Linked DNA regions of Mus musculus: region 2 is linked to region 1. A link is a contact called in public Hi-C data. All regions are on one chromosome and are shown on one strand. Each heading gives the region's core, a stretch centred on a gene start, on an enhancer-like site or on the middle of the called end of the contact. The rest is flanking DNA. Distances are from core to core; before and after follow the strand shown. Region 1 holds the start of Gucy2g (guanylate cyclase 2g). Region 2 has its middle 55 kb from the start of Gm4470.

Region 1 (5,125 bases), core at 165-2,664:
TGTCAAATGCAGAGAGGCAGACATTTCAACGGCCACCTGAGCTTCACAGCAACAGCCACAGAGAGTTCCACAGCACTGGGGGATTGAGGTCTCTTAGTCACCCTCCCCATCCTCTCTCAGATGGCAGGACACCCGAGGACGTTGACTAAGCTAATTCCATGAACCACAAACTGCACATTTCCCTCATTTGCTGTAGCTTAGACCAATCTGTCATGCCGTAGTCTCTCCAGCTTGCTGTGAGCATCCCTGGATAATTTATTATACACACCAAAGGAAAGCCTCCTTTAACAATTGATAGTTATTTTTAAAAACAAGCCCTGGTGTCAGTCTCAAATTCTCCAAACCAAGTAGCTGACAACATAAGAAGCAATGAGTCAAACAAGAAGGAGGGGAAGGGCACATGAACTAGTCATTCCTAGAAATGGTATTCTTTAAATACCATTAACTCTTGTAGTTACATGGTCTCAAAAAAAGAAAGAAAGAAAGAAAGAGAGAAAGAGAGAGAGAGAGAGAGAGAGAGAGAGAGGGAGGGAGGGAGGGAGGAAGGAGAGGAGAGGAGAGGAGAGGAGAGGAGAGGAGAGGAGAGGAGAGGAGAGGAGAGGAGAGGAGAGGAGAGGAGAGGAGAGGAGAGGAGAGGAGAGGAGAGGAGAGGAAGAGAAGAGAAGAGAAGAGAAGAGAAGAGAAGAGAAGAGAAGAGAAGAGAAGAGAAGAGAAGAGAAGAGAAGAGAAGAGAAGAGAAGAGAAGAGAAGAGAAGAGAAGAGAAGAGAAAAACTAAGACCTAGACAGCAATTGTTAAGATTTTTGCCCAGAGACTAATGAAACTATATAATATATACCCATCTGAAAATGTCCTTATATAATGCAGTGCCATCTACAATGAATATATACAATTATATTTTTAATCAAAAATGTAAAAGTCAATAAGAAGAGATGAATGGAATGTGTGTCTTTATCTGTACTTCACTCCTTTCAGTAGAAATTCAAACATCATTTTTAGAATACTCCGTACTCTACCTCTGCTGCTTCTGGGCATGCTGGTCCAAACAGAGCAGAAATGTGTTCTTTCTGGACCTGGTCGATGAAAACCGCAAGGGACTCCTTGGCACTGCATGTTGAATTGGTGTAAGTGAACTCCCAGCTCACGTTCCCAAGACCCACTGGCTCTGAGTTGAGCTTGTCCACAACAGTCTGGAGTCCTGCCCCCAACCTTTGAACACTAAATGGATGAGAGATGTTCCAGGGGGCATGGAACCCCACGGTGAGCTTAGCAGCTTCGAGACAAGTCACTAGCATAACGACAGACAGCATCAAAACCAGAGATGGATGATCTGCACGGCTTCCTGCCCCAGCATAGAGCCTAGGTTCTAGTGGAGACTCAGAGCGTGTCCTAGAAGCCATGGGTAGTAGCATCTAACGAAGTATCATTATACAACTCTGGTAGGCTCAGCCTCTTGACCATTCGTGCCCAGAACTTATATGAGAGTGAAGAGTCCCCAGAGATCACAGCTTGCTTTCTGTTCAGTGTCACTAATTAACGGAAACCAGCTCTTTCTCAGCAGGCCCTAACACAATACAGAGGCAGCAGAGCTACAGAAAACAGGCAGAAGTGAGAAGTCAAGAAGCCCCTGGATGTTGGCCCAATGGCATTACTGATGACCTTTGTGCTGCTGGACAAGTCACGTGACCCTATGTGAAGCCAGTGAGTTCACTCACATAGTAAGAGACCCTGTGCTAGAATTCTAACTGCTCTTCATGTTAATTGTATGACCCAGGCATGGTTGGTGCACATCTTCTCTAAAGTGGTGCGGGGAAGATTACAAGAAGATGTAAATCTAATTCCCTGCTACAAGGCTGACATAAAAAGCCATTCCATCAAAATTAGTTTGAGGGGCTGGGAAGATAGCTCAGTTGGTAAAGTGCTCACTATGCTCGGGGGAAGACTTTTGCTTCAACCCTCTGAACACACTATAAAAGCTGAGCATGGTGATGCTTGCCTGTAATCCCAACTCAAGATAGGTAGAGACAGGAGGACCTGTGGCTAGCCAGCCAGCCAGTCTAGTTGAATCAGTGGAATACCCTGTCTCAAAAAATAAGTTGAAGAGCAGTTGTGGACAATATCTAATGACCTCCACATGCATGAACACGCATGCACAAACAAACAACACACCAACATTAGATCTAGTAAGAATAGAAGCTATTGTCTACTCAGTCCATTTTATAGAAAACGCTTAGAACAGGCGAACTAATGTTACTGCCAACCAGGCATACCCTCTCTCTCTCACCTGGGTTTAGAGAAACATGGGTCAATAAATATTGACCTTCTTTCTATATAGATCATGGCAAGAAGATTAGGGTAGGGGGATAGCCAGCTCTTTACTGTCTGACATATCAGAGGATGACAAGGCTCTTGGAAGGCCACAGCCATCCCAGATAAGATGGCCTAGACATTTCCCAGGCACATCTATTCTAAATGGTCAACTTCTCACCTTCCATGGCTTTTAGTTGGCTAAAACCTGGTTCCTCCCATTCATCTGATACTTAGATATTTTAGCGTGATCGTCTGCTATGATCCTCAAAGTTTCCTGTTACAAACCACCAGTCTCCTGACAGTTACAAGCACAGATTCCAGGGCCCCAGTCCAGACCTTCTGATGTAGAATGTGCTCATGGAACGTTGCATTGGAGGTCCTCATTTATCTTAGATGTGCTAGGTCTCAGTGACTAAGATTTGAGAAGCCCCAATAGTCTGCACTAAGAGGAAGAAAAGAACGACTGGTCACTGCTTCTCTCCCTTCGGATGTAATCCTTTACAGACGCCTAGCCCAGACCTGACTCAGATGGACAACACAAAATCCACAGAACACAGAGGCTATGTCTCTCCTCCTAGAGTTAATGTGCAAAGTCTTGAACCAAATTAATACCTCCCTCCTTACAAATTCTTCCAATCCCTTGGCATCCTCTGCCTTGGGCAATTCGAATAGTACTGTGGCTTGGTTTCACATGTGCGTAACACCATCCCTCTCAGACGGACTTTGTGTGGGGGCTATGAGACTACATACTCAACCTAAGACCTCAATTTAGTAGGAATTCAGTAAAATTCAATGGGAAGGGTCTGGAATAAATCCACTCAGACTTTTATTCCAAGAGAAAGAGAGGCAGAAAAGGGAACTTAGCTTACCTGGCATGAGATGGCATGTGAGAGAGACAGACATACGCAACTCCTGGCCTATTATGGGGAAAGACATTGACTCCATGGAGCCTGTCTGCTTCTGTGTGCAGTGGGAATCTAGGAGAGAGACCTGTGAACTTGATAGTTTCTTGCCCTAAGATCCCAAAGACTCTCAATGGGATGGCATTCCAAGTAACAGGGGAGAGAGTTCTCTTTCAGACCTGGCTCACAGGTTTCCTCCAGGCATATGCCTGTGCTATCCACACCTGAAGTTAAGGGAAGTAGCTGCTGCCTGTCTGGGTTATGAACCTCCAACTTCCCACTGGATCTTTAGGTTTGGTTCATAGCAAGGGTTTGGGAAGCCAGAAGAGTTATGACCACTGGGGGGAATCCCATGTCTTGGGTTTGCCACAGAACAATTTCCTTGGGATTCAAAGACCACTGCTTTAGAAACTATGTCCATCACTCCTGGAAGATGGAGGCTCAGGGGTTAGCTCTGACTGGCAGCTAATGGCAGAACGGTAGTGCTTCCGAAAGGCCCCACACAGGAGGAAGAGAATCCTTCCCCATTCCCGAGGGCTCTGCTAGCTACCCCAGTATTCCACTCCTCTTATACTTACCACACCAGTTTCCACAAGGAATGTGTTTTTGACACCTAAGCAGGCGCTTTTGAAGATCTGGGCCTTCTGGTCAATGCTTTGAATAGTTAAGCTTTTCCCCCAGCTATCTTCAGAATCCCAACTTAGTCTGCTGTGCTATCCTAAAATCCAGAATTCTAAATATTTACTTCACAGTTTTTGATTCCACTTCCGGGATTGTTGACCCGAAAACCATGGCACGGAGGCGGTCAGAAGTTAGCAGAGGGGATTGGAAGCTGGCTGCTCAGGGATTTGTGACAGCCAAACAAATTCAAGGATCCAGAGTGAGGTAAGCGATTGCATGCTACTTTCTTGTGACTTTAGATTTTCCAAGATCTTTTACAAATATTTTTTTTATTCAAGCATATATTATGCATTGAACATATTACTGCCTCCCCCCCCCAAAAAAATTGTTTTCTTCTTTTTCTTGGCAAGTGGAAATTGAACTTAGGGCTTATGGTGTGATAGGTAAGTGGTTTACATTGGTCTACATCCCAGGCCTCCAAGACCTCTGGTGTGTGTGTGTGTGTGTGTGTGTGTGCATGTGTGGTATGTGCATACATATGTGTTTGTCTGTTCATGCAGTCAGTGTGCATAGCATGTGGATGTGAGAGGAGACCAGAGGAGGATATCGGGTGCCTTCCTCTGCCATCTTTGCCTGACTCCCCTGAGATGTGGTTTCCCACTGAACCAGTTCTCTGGTCCCACTAGTTTCATGGCTAGTGAGCTCTAAGTCTCTGCCTGTCTGTGCCCTCTGACAGGGATTTCAAGGGCATGCAGCCATGCTCAGTTTATTAGCTGGGTACTTGGGGTTTTGAATTAAGATCTTAATGCTTGCACATTAAGCACTCTTACCTACGGATCCATCTCCTCCATCCCCCTCAAATTTCTTCCCCTTCCCCCCCACCCCCACCCCCGAGACAGGGTTTCTCTGTGTAGCCCTGGCTGTCCTGGAACTCACTCTGTAGACCAGGCTGGCCTCGAACTCAGAAATCTGCTTGCCTCTGCCTCCCAGGTTGCTGGGATTAAAGGCGTGTGCCACCACTGCCCAGCTCCCCACAAACTTTTTTTTATGGACACATATCCCAAACACTGAGCCGGTCAACTGTATCCCAGTTCGTCATTCTCTGGTGATAACATGCTTTTGACTCATGAGAAAATGTTTCCCCATCTGTGCCAATTGAGAGAATCATGTGTCCTGCATTTGGCATCTGGCCCTTAGCTCTCTGCTGGACAGTCATAGACCGCCAGGCAGGATGTCGCTCCTGACTCCCCCACCCTCATCTGCCTCTTGTCTGTAGACAACAGAGGGCCTCCC
Region 2 (5,203 bases), core at 1,395-3,894, 780 kb after region 1:
GTTGTTCCCCTGTGGCTAAGAGTGTTTGTGCACAGGGCACCCTGTGAACAACTACACAGTGTGTCTTCAGTCCTGTGCTACAGGAGTCAGGATTGTTGTCTCGGGCTCTGACTCATGGCCTGAACTGTGCAGGCTGATGGGTGATGGTATCTCAGGTTCCCTGGATGCAGCACCCCCCCACCCAGGCAGTACCCCCCCACCCCAATCTTCAGGTCTGCTTCTGGTAAACTTGCCCAGCCTCTTTGTTCAGGGCCCTCCCTCTGCCCTGTTCCTCCACGCTGCTCTCCAGTTTTTCTCCTTCTCCATTGGAAAGCCAATAACGTCAGGCTCTTTTCTGACTTCCCCTTACTCGGAGAGTCCACAGGAGCCCTTGGATTCACAGACATGAGGTAGAACCCTGAAAAGATGTCTTAGTCTCTCCAGCTCTCCAGCTAAGGCTACCTCGGTTGGGTATGTCGGGCTTGGACAGGGTGGGCATAGAATTCCCTTCCTGAGTTTTGATGAGTATGTATCAGAGTTGGAACTGTAACAGCCCATGATGTGAGGGCCCTAGAGGACAGAGGTGAGGTGCTATCATCCTTAAGCAGGTTCCTGGATTTGCAAGTGGCTAGAACCATCTGCTCCTAATTGGTGCCCTTCCATAAACTTGCCCTACCTATCCTGGCCTTTTGCTGTCATCAGACAGAGCCAGCTGAAACCATGGTGCTCTGTACAGGGTGGTGCCTGAGAGCATGCAGAGGAAGGTCTTTGTAGGCCTTAGTTTGGGGTTCACAAAAGGAAGATAAGGGGGGGCTAGGTCAAGTCCAAGTGCACTTTCTATCGAATCCACGACTCTACCTTGATTATTAAAAACAATTTATTTAAGCTGTGAATTGTAGAGTTGTGGGACAGCATCATAATTGTGGCTGAGGGTATGACAACCACTCTCCTCCAGTTCCTAAGGGGTTGGCATGCAGGAAAGCCCAGTCTAATCGGTCTTGTTCCCACATCTATCTCACATTCCTGATCATCCTTAGCCTTCACATAAGGACACCAGTTTTGCACCTGTACCTAGATATTTCTTCAAGAGGGCTCACGGCTGGAACTCAGAAAAAAGGAGAGATCTGGGATTGACTGGGGCCCTCTCTGACTGGCATCCTGTTGGGTTTCTTCACACATGTGCTTTTATTTAGTCTTTTCAAGAACCTTGACCATGGCTGAGAATAGGTGTTTCTGATATCCACCCATTGCACAGATGGGCAACTCATACAAATCCCATTTATCCCACTTTGTTGTTCATATCCAAATGTGGCTCATGCTGCCTTCATTGCTCTTAAGGTCCCTTTTCTAGAGAGAACCTCAGGTATTTCCCTACAGACTTGAAGGAAGCTAAAAACCCAAACTTCAGAGTTTAAGAGAGATTCTGTGAGTCTCTCAGCTCCAGCCCATAACCATAGTATATGACAATGGTATATGACATAGTATATGACAATGGTATATGACATAGTATATGACAATGGTCTGTTTCTACTCTTCTGGAGCAACAGAGGAACAGGTCAAGGGTCACACCATTTTAATTCTTCCTGGAAGTCATTGGCAGAAGTGTGCAGAGGAGAAAATCCTCCTTCATGCAAGAGGCAAGGCAGATAAATATGTCTATGCAGGAATGCGTTGCTATTTTGACCCACTGGCCATCGATCTACACTTCCTCATCTTGATTTGGTGTATTCAGCTGCACAGCGGGGCTATCCTGTAACTCAGATGGGTCAGATGTCAAAGGATGTGCCAGGTCCCAGTGGATCTTGTCTGCGTCTTGAGAAGGTGCACCCAGCAGAAGCATGAGGTGGGTATTGTTGCCTGGACCTCCTGCCTGCTCTTCCTGTGTCTGAGTCTGGAAGACTTGGGAAGCACACATGGGATTTCATTCCCAAAGGTTCTCCATGGAGGCCACCCCCTCAAAGTGGACATGCCACGTGCACAACAGATTAAGTAAGAGCAGCCTCTCAGCCATCCCCATTCATATGGCTGCTGAAGATAAAATGAGCGGTGGATGTGAAAGGGCTTTGGGAATGACCGCATGTGATGGTTGCCAAGTTAGTGAGCTACAGTAACCGCTACGCTAGCAGTGCATTCTGCGGCTGGGGAAGGGGCCACTTGCAAATGAAAGTCCTGTGTTCCCCTTTCTTTGGTTCATATCTGCAATTTTGCTGTCTTGCTCAGGAGCGTCGAACCATTTTGAACAGGCATTGTCATTATTTCTCAAATCTCTGGCCTCTGGATAGTTTGCAATGTTGGCTCAAGTTCATGTATAGACAGGAGGTATTTGGTGAGCCTCAGAGGGCAGAATGCTTCTCCCTAAGATGGGGCTGGGACACAGGAAGAGAACCCAGAGACAAAGAGAAGAAGGTGCCAAGTGTCATGGCTGGTCCATGGAGACCAGCCAGAGATGAATTAAGCATGACATCCTATGGAAAACCAAACAAACAAAAAACCCCACACCAAACACAAGGGCCTGGCTTTCATTTAACAGTCAATCAAAAGGCGCAGAAAGCTCAGGCTTCTTTCTGATGAGGAAACCAGATATGCGAGGCAGTCAGGCCTGCGGTGAGTCAAGGGGAGGAGGCAGCATAATGACTCGGCTTGTCCGTGACCATTTGGCTTGTAGCAATCATCACAGGCCTGGACTGCTTCAAGGAAGGAGCCAGGGATGAGCAGGGAGCCAGCAGCAGGGCCTCATGTTCTGTGTGATGTAAACACCATACATCTGGGCACCTCATGTTCTTATACCTTAGGATGAGGAAGAAACCAGCACTGATGACAGATGAGGCAGGCTTGAGAGGAGGGAGCTGGAAGCAGCAGCAGAAGATGATGAAAACGTTTAGATAATGTGGTGTGGGCTCCAGAAAAGGAGAGCAAGGCTGCCTGGGCTGGAGACTTCCACAGCTTTCAGATCTGAGTTGGCAGTGCGGAATGAGGACTACAGTTGGTCACCAGTGGCAGCAATAACCGCAGAAGCTGTGGAGAGTGAAGGGAGCATTTTGCTGCCCAATGCTGTCCTTGGACCGAGGCAAAGTGTGGCTGTGATTACCACTACTGTCTGCTGAGTGTTGTCTATTGGGCTCTCCAGTCTAGATCATTCCCAAGGGCTGCCTCTGCCTTGTCTCTCCATTAGTGAATGGATTTGTAAATGACCCAAATACGGTCAACGAAGTCATGGTAGATCCATGCTGGGCAAAGGATAGACAGTCCTCCCGGTAGAAGAGCTAAGCGTTGAGGCTGAGATGTTAGATTTTACTCCAGCTGGGTTTCATACTCAGTAAAGAAGGTCTGTAGGGTTGAACCTTCCAGTTGGTACCAGTTTAATTTCTCTATGTCCTATTATTCAAGTATGTGGGGTCTTCAGCAATAGGCTCTTCCCACCAAGGGAAGGGTATCCAAGAGCAATGGCAACAGCGTGTTGTGTTTGCAGGGGAATCTAAAGGACTCCACTGACTGACATCAGGAAAGTAGCTGACCCACGCCCAACGCTTGGCCTTTTATTTCAGCATTGCCCCCTATTACACGATAACACCATTTAAGCTCCCTGCATATCTAAGAAGTTTCTAGCTTTTGAGGAACCTCTACACTGATTTCCACAGTGACTAGAGCAGTTTAAGTCAACAGTGAAACAAAACCTGCCAGACCCAGCAGCACTGTTGCATATTGGAGCTCATAGCTGTCAGGACTGAGCCAGATCAAGCTAGCCAGAATGGCAGCATTGGCCAGGAAGGTCCTGCTTAGGTTTGTGATAACTTGACAGAAACTAGAGTCATCTGGGAAAATGCCTGCATCAGATTGGCCTGTATGATATTTTCTTGATTGACAATTGATGTGGTAGGTCCCAGCCCACTGTGGGTGGTGCCATCCCCTGGGAAGAAAGTCTTTGGTCATATAAGGGAGCCGACTGGAAAAGCCATGGTGAGTGTGAGCCAGTAAGCAGCGTTGCTCCATGGTCTCTGCTTCATTTTCTTCCTCCAGGTTCCTGCCTTGAGTTCCTGCTCTGACTTCCCTCAGTGGTGGACTGTGACCCAAGAGTTGCATGGAAACATACACTCTTTCTTCCCAAGTTTCTTTTGGTCATGGCGTTTAACATAGCACTAGCCACCTATAGGGCAGGAAGGGCTCATGAAGTCCTACCCCCGGTTGAGAAGCTATTTGCAATTGTCTGCTAAGGGAGAAAGAGGGAAGGGGAGGGTAGAAGGGAAGGAGGAAGGGAGGGAGGGAGGGTAGAGAGAGAGAGAGAGAGAGAGAGAGAGAGAGAGAGAGAGAGAGAGAGAGACTACCTGTGTCTTCAGTGGATGGTCCTAACCCCCGATACAGGGAGCACTTAGTGGACTCAGTGTGTTACAAATAAAAAAAAAAGAATACATGAAGTTCAGAGGAGAAATTGGTAGGAGAGAAAAAGGAGGAACTACAGGAAAAGAACAAGAGTTGGATTTGATCAAAACACCTCATATGAATGTATGAGGTTCTCAAAGAACACATTGTTGTTGTGAAGAGAAGAGAGAACTCATGCAAATACTAAAAATAGTCCTTACAACTATTAAATTATAAACAGGTACATTGAAAGAAATATTTTAGGCTAATGGCTATTCATGCAGGATTTATAACTTGTGAATAAAAAGGGGAGTTACACTAAAAATGTCTGTCTAGTGTGGGAAAGAACCAGGTCATTATCAAAGAACAGCAACTGCAGAGACGTGGATTAAGAGCCAGGTGCCACCGCTTGGGTCCCTAGCTTCAGTCATGATGGAGGACAGCTGTGCTCTCCTTTCTTAAGTGGTCTGCGGAAGTCTTTTTGTGTAAGCTGATTTGGACTGAGCTTTGAAATGCCCAGTGAACTGGCTAGAGGGAGGGCAGTGTGAGGGGGAGTTGGAGCAGGGCAGGATTGAGTGAGCAAGTGGGAGGTGAGAGAGAAGGACATGGAAGCAGGACACTATGAGACTCTGCAGGTGTAGTACCATGGTTTCTCATGGCGAGCCAGGGCTCTGAGGGAGGAACCAGGGCTCTGAGGGAGGAGCCTAGGCTTTGATGGAGGGAGGAGCCTGAGCTCTGGGGGAGGAGCCAGGGCTCAGAAGGAGGAGCCTGGGCTCTGAGAAAGGACACTTCTTACAGAAAGGTAGCTCAGGTCTAGCTGAGGATCAGTTTAGGACTCCTTACACGTGAAGTGCACAAGGACCCCTAG

What was found. A called contact is a pair of places that touch in the nucleus more often than the background predicts.
Region 2: a Hi-C map of the N1E-115 cell line shows a contact between it and region 1, with 2.1 times the contacts expected there. The contact joins the enhancer-like site here to the promoter of Gucy2g in region 1. A contact is called at or near these places in 5 of 39 promoter capture datasets (the C10 cell line, embryonic stem cells, pre-B cells and 1 more), 1 of 484 Hi-C or Micro-C datasets (the N1E-115 cell line), 3 of 115 datasets of contacts at active chromatin or transcription factors (embryonic stem cells and pancreatic cancer cells) and 1 of 9 other capture datasets (adipose tissue).

Annotation. Positions count from the first base shown.
Region 1 is chr19:55,239,838-55,244,962 of GRCm38.p6, forward strand. Gucy2g (guanylate cyclase 2g) reads right to left here and starts at 1,415. Exons shown (of 21, transcript NM_001081076.3): 1 at 1,016-1,415. The coding sequence starts at 1,399.
Region 2 is chr19:56,019,882-56,025,084 of GRCm38.p6, forward strand. No RefSeq gene overlaps it. Among named protein-coding and RNA genes, the nearest start is that of Gm4470, 55 kb to the right of the region's middle. Within about 2 kb of position 2,645, at least 61 of the 459 cell types and tissues checked have an H3K27ac peak or open chromatin away from gene starts, as enhancers often do. A contact at or near this core is called in the N1E-115 cell line, where this site is marked.